Regions from separate parts of the Rattus norvegicus genome. Here region 1 is linked to region 2. A link is a contact called in public Hi-C data. All regions are on one chromosome and are shown on one strand. The core of a region is the stretch at or near the end of the contact, and the rest is flanking DNA. Distances in the headings are between cores, read along the strand shown.

Evidence for each region. A called contact is a pair of places that touch in the nucleus more often than the background predicts.
Region 1: a contact with region 2 is called in a Hi-C map of the Rat2 cell line, with 5 times the contacts expected there. The contact joins the promoter of Emg1 here to the enhancer-like site in region 2. A contact is called at or near these places in 3 of 12 Hi-C or Micro-C datasets (the A7r5 cell line, the Rat2 cell line and kidney).

The regions. Positions count from the first base shown.
Region 1 is chr4:159,201,111-159,205,421 of GRCr8, reverse strand. It overlaps Emg1 (EMG1 N1-specific pseudouridine methyltransferase), which reads left to right and starts at 1,596. Exons shown (of 6, transcript NM_001107888.3): 1 at 1,596-1,893. The coding sequence starts at 1,726. It overlaps Phb2 (prohibitin 2), which reads right to left and starts at 1,474. Exons shown (of 10, transcript NM_001013035.1): 1 at 1,222-1,474; 2 at 987-1,071; 3 at 635-714. The coding sequence starts at 1,348.
Region 2 is chr4:159,068,072-159,072,369 of GRCr8, reverse strand. It overlaps LOC102553636 (a long non-coding RNA gene), which reads left to right. Exons shown (of 5, transcript XR_353602.5): 3 at 2,272-2,328. Among named protein-coding and RNA genes, the nearest start is that of C1rl, 10 kb to the left of the region's middle. Within about 2 kb of position 2,904, at least 8 of the 93 cell types and tissues checked have an H3K27ac peak or open chromatin away from gene starts, as enhancers often do.

The sequences.
Region 1 (4,311 bases), core at 347-2,846, 130 kb before region 2:
CTTTTCTACAGGTCTTCCATTAATACAGCTTTAAAAAAATTTTTTTTTTTTTGCTACTCCTCCAAAGTGGATTCACCAAGCAGCACAATTTTGGGTTTCCCCCTAATCATCTGGAGAACCAGAACTGTGAACTGTTTATTGTTTATTTCCAAGGCCTGTGGCTTGGCCAATGAATAAACCACATACACTGCAAACAGCACAAAGAAGCACATTTCTGGGGGCTACTTGCCTCAGTGTGTACATGGGAATGAGGCAGAGGCCTGGGGAATCTCAAAGGCAGGACTTCTAAATGTGGTCTACAAGGAAACAGCTAGTGAAGAGTGGGGGCACTTTCTCCAGAGCAAGGTGTACTGTGGATGTAATCAACAAGTCAACAGAAAAAAGGCCTTAAAAAAAGGCTTGGATCCAGGCAGCAAGGAAGAAAGGCAACTCATTTCGTTTATGCTAGGCAGAAGGTAACGTTAAAACGTGCACACATACTTACATGTATTGTTTTGAACCGTGAGGCATGGCTCTTTTGCAGACATAGAATACAAGCCCTAAGAAACACTACCATTTCTGGCAGCCTTGCCAGGCTCATTTTACATTTCTGTCTTTCCCCACGTGCCATGCAGCTCCCAGTTGCCCACATTACCTTTGGAGCCTGTGGGGGAGGAGATTTTTCGAGGTCTGGCCCGAATGTCATAGATGATGGGGTACTGGAACCAGGGAATCCTGGAAAGGAGAGGTCAGGGACAGGAGTTGGGAAACTACAGTTTCATTGATTTTGACCAGTTTCCCCTCACCACTCGTCCTTGGGCCTGTTCCTCCCCATGACCACAGACAGGGAGATTCTCTTTTCCAGGTCGAGAACAGCCTTTTATGCTGGCACTGTCCTTACGAGAAGGAGTGAGGAGGGGAAAAAGCAGTATCGAATCCTGTTGTTAAGTCTGGCTACAGCCGTCAAGGGTGAAGGGTCAGGGCCTGCTCGCTCTGCCCGCCATTACCTGAAGTGAAGGCCTTCGGCTAGGATTGTGTCCTGTTGTACGCCACCAATACGATTAAAGAAGATGGCTCTGTGACCACCTTCCACTGTGGAGAGAGGGGTGGGAGTCAGGACAAGCTGCTGGTCAGGCTCAGGCGGGACAGGGATGAGGGAGCATGGAGGCGCGGACACTTGGGGGAGGTAGGACAGTGGGTCTGGAGACCGCGAGGTCCGGTCAGTGGAAGGAGGTTGCTCACCAGTGAATACGGACTCACGGACGCCGTAGGCCACAGCCCCGGCCCCCAGCAGCAGCTTCAGCGCCGTGCCCATGCCCCGAGGCCCGGAGGGCAGGCGTCCCGCTAGGTCCTTTAAGTTCTGGGCCATGTCTGATTCTCCTGAAGGCGGCGGCACCAGTGGTCAGGAGGGGGTGCCCGCCAGCTTCTACCCCACTCCAGTTTACACACCTCGCCTTGCACACGAGGATTGGAGGCCTTAGAGCTCGCGGGAGAAAGGGCACCGGAAGTGCGTTCTCTCTGAACCCGCCCCCGTTTGCTTAGTCGGACCCAAACCTCGCGCACAGTAATGGCGCATCCGGAAGTCCCGCCCCCTTTGGAGGTGTGCCCTCTTAGAGAGGCTTCCGTACAGGTATCGCCATTTTCAAGCGCCCTCTTTCAAAATGGCAGCTAGAAGGAAGTTTGCAGTGAGGCGGACGTGAAGTTCTAACTTAAGGACCTTAGCGCAACTTCCGGTCTGCTTACAAGATGGCTGCGACCAGTGGTGGCTTCCAACCTCGTGAGCGGCGTTTTTCAGTGCAGGAACAGGACTGGGACCCTGCGCCGCCTAAGAGACCCCGGCTTGGGGCAGGAAGCAAGTGTGGAGGCCGTAGGCTCATTGTGGTGTTGGAAGGGGCCAGTCTGGAGACAGTCAAGGTAGTTTTGAACATGAATGCGGAGGTAGTCCATTGATGAACCAGATTCTGTGGGGCACAGAATGAATGGAAAAACGGAGCCGTGAAATTTGCTTTTGAAGGATGACCTAGTTTTGCAGGCGGTTGACATCCTGGATTGGCAGTGTTTTCTTTTGCTCTTGACTCTCATTTTAGCTTTTAGTTAATTTACCAGGGACTCTGTGATATAAAATGCAAAATGGGGGAAGCATTGAGGTTTCCCACATTTCTAAAGGCCAGTGACTTCCTCAGCCTTTTATTGCTAAGGATTTGATGTTTTATTTTGTTAAAAGGCTTTCGACCGCCAGCTTGTTTTATATTTACCTATTTTGAAGTGTGTCTGATCAGATTATTTAAAAAGCCTTCGTCTTTGCTTTTTTACCCCCTTAAATACTTATTTTACCCTTTCTTATGCATGCAAGTCTCCATGTGGCCGTGAGCCACCTCATGTGGGTGCTAGGAAGCTAACTTGGGTCCTGTACAAGAAGGCTTTGTCATAACCCCTGTGCCATCTCTCTTGCCCCCTCCTTCCTTCCTTCTTTCTTTTGTCTTACCTTTCAGAGCTAAACTTGTTCATTGGTTAGATCCAGAAGTCATCCCCCAACCCCTTCCCCCAATACACACATACCCCACACACACTCTGGATGGTTGTATTTTGTAAGTCTTGGAATGCAGTCGAGGTTGGCTTGGAACTCTCCACCTTCAACCTCCTCAGTACTTGGATATTTATAGGTGAGTTTCACCATGCCAGGCCTGACCTGGATTTAAATTTGGTCCTTAGCCTTTCCTAGTGACTGTGAGAAAACATGTTTGCTCTCCCTTTGTAAGGTGGTTGTATACCAAACCACACAGGAGCTGTATTGACAGTCCTGTAAAGGTGGTTAAGAGTGTTACCTGAGAACCCGAGGTGAGAGTCATTTCCATTTGTTCTTCATGTACACTTTATTAAACTAGAAAACTGTTTTCCCCTTCTACTCTTTTCCCCTAGACTTATTTCTGAGTACCCTGGAACTATCTTCAGACACACCAGAAGAGGGCATCAGATCCCATTACAGATGGTTGTGAGCCACCATGTGGTTGCTGGGATTTGAACTCAGGACCTCTGGAAGAGCAGTCAGTGTAACCACTGAGCCATCTCTCCTGTACCCTCCCCTTCTATTTTTTATTAAGTGATCAATTAATCAGATTTAAAATTTTCTATAGTCATTTCCAACCTAACTACAGGCTTTTATATAATCCTCCCTCAGTGGTTATCATCAGTCATCATCATTATTATTGTTTAAAGGTTTATTTATGTGTATTGGTGTTTTGCTTGCATGTATATCTCTGTAGAATGCCAGATCCCCTGGAACTGGAGTTACAGACGGTTGTGAGTTGCCATGTTGGGGCTGAGAATCGAACCCAGGTCCTCTGGAAGAGCAGCCTGTGCTGTTAACTGCTTATCTATCTAGCCCTTATTGTTATTCTTGTTGACAGGGTCTCACTGTGTAGCTCCTGCTGGCCTGGAACTCACTGATTATCTGCCTGTCTCTGTCTCCTGAGTGCTGGGATTAGTGGCATGCACCACGACACCTAGCTGCTTTTCAACTCTTTGAATGTTAATTTGGACATTATCGGACTAGGAATCCCATGATAATGGTAATTTGCAAATGTGGAAACCATTCCTGTGTCCATGTTTCAGAAAGGAGGTACACTAGATTCCTTCTGTACACCACTTTTCTGACATAGGCAAATCAGTTCACTTAACTGTAATGTTGGAAGGAGTAAAGGAGGTACTGTATGTGTTTAGGATAATGTCTGCTACTTGAAATTAATATCACTTGTTCCAGGTTACTTGTTGAGAGTTCAAACAGTTATATTAAAACTCTTAGCCCATGGGTGGAGAGACATTGGTTAGGAGAACTTGCTCTTGCAGTTTGGTTCCCAGCACCCACAGTCTGGCTCTCAGTTGTCTGTCAGTCCAGTTCCAGGGGATCTGATGACCCCTTGGCCTCCACCGGCTCAGCACCCGTGTGATGCACAAACACACACACAGGCAAGACACCTGTACCCATAAAATTAAAACAATGTGTGTACACACATATGCTGCATATAAATCTGGCATATATATCTTCTCAAGTGGAAACTTAAGGGTTATTTGGAAAGTTGGTTGAATGATGTTTTGCCAAGGCAAACATGTGAAGGAACGTTTCATTAAAGTGGATACAGGTGTGAAAGCCTAAGACAGACTCGTGAAGGAACATTTTGCTGAAGCAGACACAGGAGAGAGCATGTTCCGCTCATATTGAGTATCTGCTGCTGTTCTGTTTTACTTTGAGATAAGGTCTCACCCTGTACCTCATACTGGCCTGGCACTTGGTGGGCTCCTAAAGGCTGAAGTGCAGGTGTGAGTTCCCACATC
Region 2 (4,298 bases), core at 1,655-4,154:
TATGAATTCATAGGATTTACATAAGCAAAAGCTCTTCGGGGTTCTCAAGGACTTGTAAGGTGTGAAGTCTGAGATTAGCTGCTTAACACCAACAGGGGACCAGGAGGGGGAAGGGAGGGAGAGACACAAAGTTAAAAGGATGATACACAGTCAAAGAGGACTTCTGAACCCCGGCCTTGTTTAGTCTGAGGGACTCGTTTCTGACAGAGGGAACATGTCATGATTCTTCTTGCTCTGTGGGTATCGCCTGGCACAAATGAACTTTAGGAAGGTATGAAGGTTGGGTTTACAGGAAGAGCAGAGCAGGCATGGAGGCAGGGTGGCTTGGTCTGTAGAGTGGACCAGAAAGATGGTAGGGGAATTTGAGGACTCAATGGTTTTTACTCTTATGCCTTTTACTCTGTCCAGGCCCCCCGGTCCTTAGGAAAGTGTCTTCCACATCCAGGGTGGGTCTTAACCTCTTTATCACACCCGGAGGCACATCTCCATGAGAGTCACCTAAGAGACGAAGCTCTGGGCACTGGGACATCTGTAAGGGGTTATCTCGGTCCAGTGTCTAAGACACGAGGGGCAGCCATCTTCAACCCAAGACAAGGTCCTCACTAGAACCTGAGATTAGATTGAGACCCTGACCAGGGACCTCACATCCATGGAGGAACTAGGAAAAGTGAGTTTCTGTTAAGTCTGTGATACTTTGTCATAACAGTTCAGTGGGGTGGATGCATGGTTGACCTACTGGGCTGTTTTCCTCTGAACCGTTCAGCTTGTTCCATAGATTTTTAATTTTGGCCATCTATCCAGTTTTGTAAATTACATACAACATGAAGTTTTGGGTAAAAGAAACTCCTACAAGGAATTTTCTTGGTTACATTAATCGATGTGGGAAGATCCATCTCATTGATTGACTGATTGATTGATTGACGGGTCTCACTGCTAATCCCCAGCTTTCCTAGAACTCACTGTGTAGACCAGGTTGGCCTCGAACTCACAGAGATCCATCTGCCTTTGCTTCTGAGTGCTGGGATTAAATGCGTGTGTTGCCCGTCTTGGCTGTGGGCAGGACCGTTCCCTGGGTATGGGTTCTGGGCTGTAGAATAAGGAGGCCAGCTTGTGAGGACTTCGTTGTTCTGCTTCCTGACTGCAGATAGGATGTGAATAGCTGCTTCCAGCCCCTGCTGCCTCGACCTCCCTGCTTTGATGGGCTGCAGCCTTCAACTGTGAGTCAGGATAACTCCTTAGGTTGCTTCTGTTGGGAGGTTTGTCACAGCTGCAGGGAGACGCTCTCCCATGTAACTCTAAATCCAGTAAGGGTCACAAGGAAGATGAATTGTCACAGCCACTGGACTACCCTGACTTGCTGGGGACCGACTGGTCTCCCGGGACAGAATCCTTCCAAAGGGCTCGGGCTCAGGAAATCTGGGAGGGGTCATCTCAGTCTAACACACCCCCTGATGTGTTGGATAGCAGTCCTGTGTAACAATCCTGGTGTGTTTCCCTCATCCAAATGCCAGCCACTAAAGAGCACAAAGTGCTCTTGACCTGAGCTCACACAGATTCTTGGCAAAAAGGAAGCCCGCCAGGCATGGGGGTGGGGGGAGAGGGGAGTTCAGGCCTGTGGAGTATAAAATTGTGAATACACTATGTTCTCAAATGTAGGCAACACTCACGAGACAAACTGAAGTAGTTGTGTCATGGCAGGGTTTATACATGAAGGAAGCCTTTAAAGCGAAATTTCCATAATGCTGACTCACTCAGTAAAGTAAGTTTGAAGCTATATTTAAGTATTTTATATACATAAATATTTAAAGTCATAACTGTAGACAAAGGGGTGTGGACAAACGTCTGTGATTTTTAGAACATGGGAGGCCATAGCAGCAGGATTGTGAGTTTGAGGCTAGCCTGGGTTACCCAGGGAGACTAGAGCTCAAAGAGCCAAACAAAGCAAAAACAAAAACAAAACAAGAAAACGGGTGGGAAGACGGTTAAGCAAGTAAAAGCACTAGCTAGCCACATACAAGCCCCAATGACACGAATTCATCTTCCAGAGCCCATGCGACACGTATCTGTAATCGCAGTGTCTCCACAGTGAGAGGACAGATGGAACTCATGGGCAGGCCAGCCTGGAGCACGCACACAGCAGTAAAAGCAAAAGGCCCTGCTTCGACCAGGTGGAGGGTGAGGACCCACTATGGGTTCACCCTGGTTCACGTATGTGTGTGTGTGTATGTGCACCCCACCCCCAAATATATGAATATATTTAAAATTCCACAGGAGGAAGACAGAACACCATACATCATTGTGACTGGATAATGGTCCCGTCTAACTGAGGTGAGGAGGAAGTCAGGAATTTCTTTTTTCCCTCATTTGGTAGCCCAGGCTAGCTTCAAAGTTACCCAGGTGCCGAGACCACTAATGAGGGACTTAAAAAATTAAGAAATTATTCTATATGCATGAATGTTTTGTCTGTGTGTACAACACGTACGTATGCATCTGATACTTCGGGTGGTTAAAAAAGGGTGTCAGATACCATGGAGCTGGAGTTATGGAGCACCGTGTCTGCAAAAGCAGCAAGTGCCCTTAACCGGCGAGTCAGATCTCTGGTCACAAGGAACTTTTCCACCTTAGATATAATCTTGGGGAACCGAGTGTGTCAGGACAGTGGGCTCCAGAGACCAGGGATATGTCTGACAACAAACTGATATCCCCCTACCTCTGATGCTTCCTCTCACCTTCTAAGTTTGTATCTGGGTCCATTGGCTTTTGTTTCTCATTAACTAAGAAGGGCAAAGGGCAGGGGCAGGAGAGGAGGACAGGTCGAAAGCAGAGAGGGTGCTGTGTGGGTGTAAGTCCAGGAAGGGCAGAAACACATTCGAGTTTCAGCTTTGATTTTACTTTAAAAACCATGTTGGTGCTGCCACCTCCTGTTCCATGAGGGGATGGCCCAGGAGAAAGGGTTTCCTGTAGCTTTCACTGGGAGAGGAGTTTCTAGCTCTGTCCAGTTCAAAGGGCCAAAAGAGTGACTGGGTGGAGGGGCCTAAGGCAGTGTCCACTCCATCCCTACCTTTTATTTATTTATTTATTTATTTTTTGGCAACGTGTGTGTGTGTGCATGCGTGCGTGCGTGCGCGCGCGCGCGCGCGCGTGTGTGTGTGTGTGTACACGCGCACACGCGTACGCCTGAGACTCATGCCACATAGCATGTGTGGAAATCAGAAAACAACTTGAGGCGGTAACTTCTTTCTTTCTACCATGCGGGTCCTGATATCACACGCAAGCCATCAGGCATGGAGGCGAAAGCCCTTACTCGGCTGAGCCGTCTAACCAGCTCAGTCTGGCTTTACTTCCCAAGCCTAACTCCGGGGCCAGGACCCTCTGGGGCTTCTGGGTCCAGGACTAGGGTTGAAGTGAGATCCAGGATAACATCAGGGACTTAGGTGGCTGGAGTCAATCTGTGAGCCTGGGCTTCTGTTCTGTACCGGCGTTAGGGGTGTGAGCAGGCCAGGGCATGGGAGACAGGGTGGCTCTGAGGACTTGTTCCGCATGCTGTCTCCAATTATTGACTTAAGTCATGGACACTCAGAGGTGGGTCCAAATCAACCCCCTAAAATTCAACCATGAGTCTTAGCACTGGAGCCCACCCTCTGCCATTATCTGCCTAAAAGCTAATCGCACCCTTCCCACCTGAAACCTTTTCAGTGCACGGGCCCTCTGAGCGGCTTGTCTGTCTGTCCTGAGTGGTTCCTCCTCAGTAACTGTGTTCTGGTTTTCTTTCCTCAGCCTACTTCTGTTCTGTTTGGCTGCGCTCATGTGCGACACCCTCACTAATAATCTTATATTGTCTTTCTCACGACCCTTCACCCCACCCCCATTGCCATGTCCTTCTGTCACAAGAGGTAAAAAAACAAACAAACAAACAACAACAACAACAAAAAAACAGCCCGCTACTGCTCTAAAGGCAGCGGCTCCAGGCCACATTCAAGCACCACGACTCAGAAGCTCTGGGACTGTCTCCAATGTGTGTTATACCTCCGTGCTACTGCTGTCCTCCTCCGTAGAACACAGAGCAATGAAGCTCACACTTAAGAGCTGTTGTGAGGATTAAATGAGTTAATAACCTAAATTATTTAGGAGGACGCCTGGTCCTTGGTGAACAATAAGCTTCATTACTAGTTTATGAAGATAAGAGAGAAAAATGGCTAGCTCAGTGGTTCCCAACCAGGAGCAGTACTGCACCATAGGGATATTTGAAGTTAGAGATTAAAAAAAAAAAAAAAAAAAGAGGCGGCGGATACTACTGC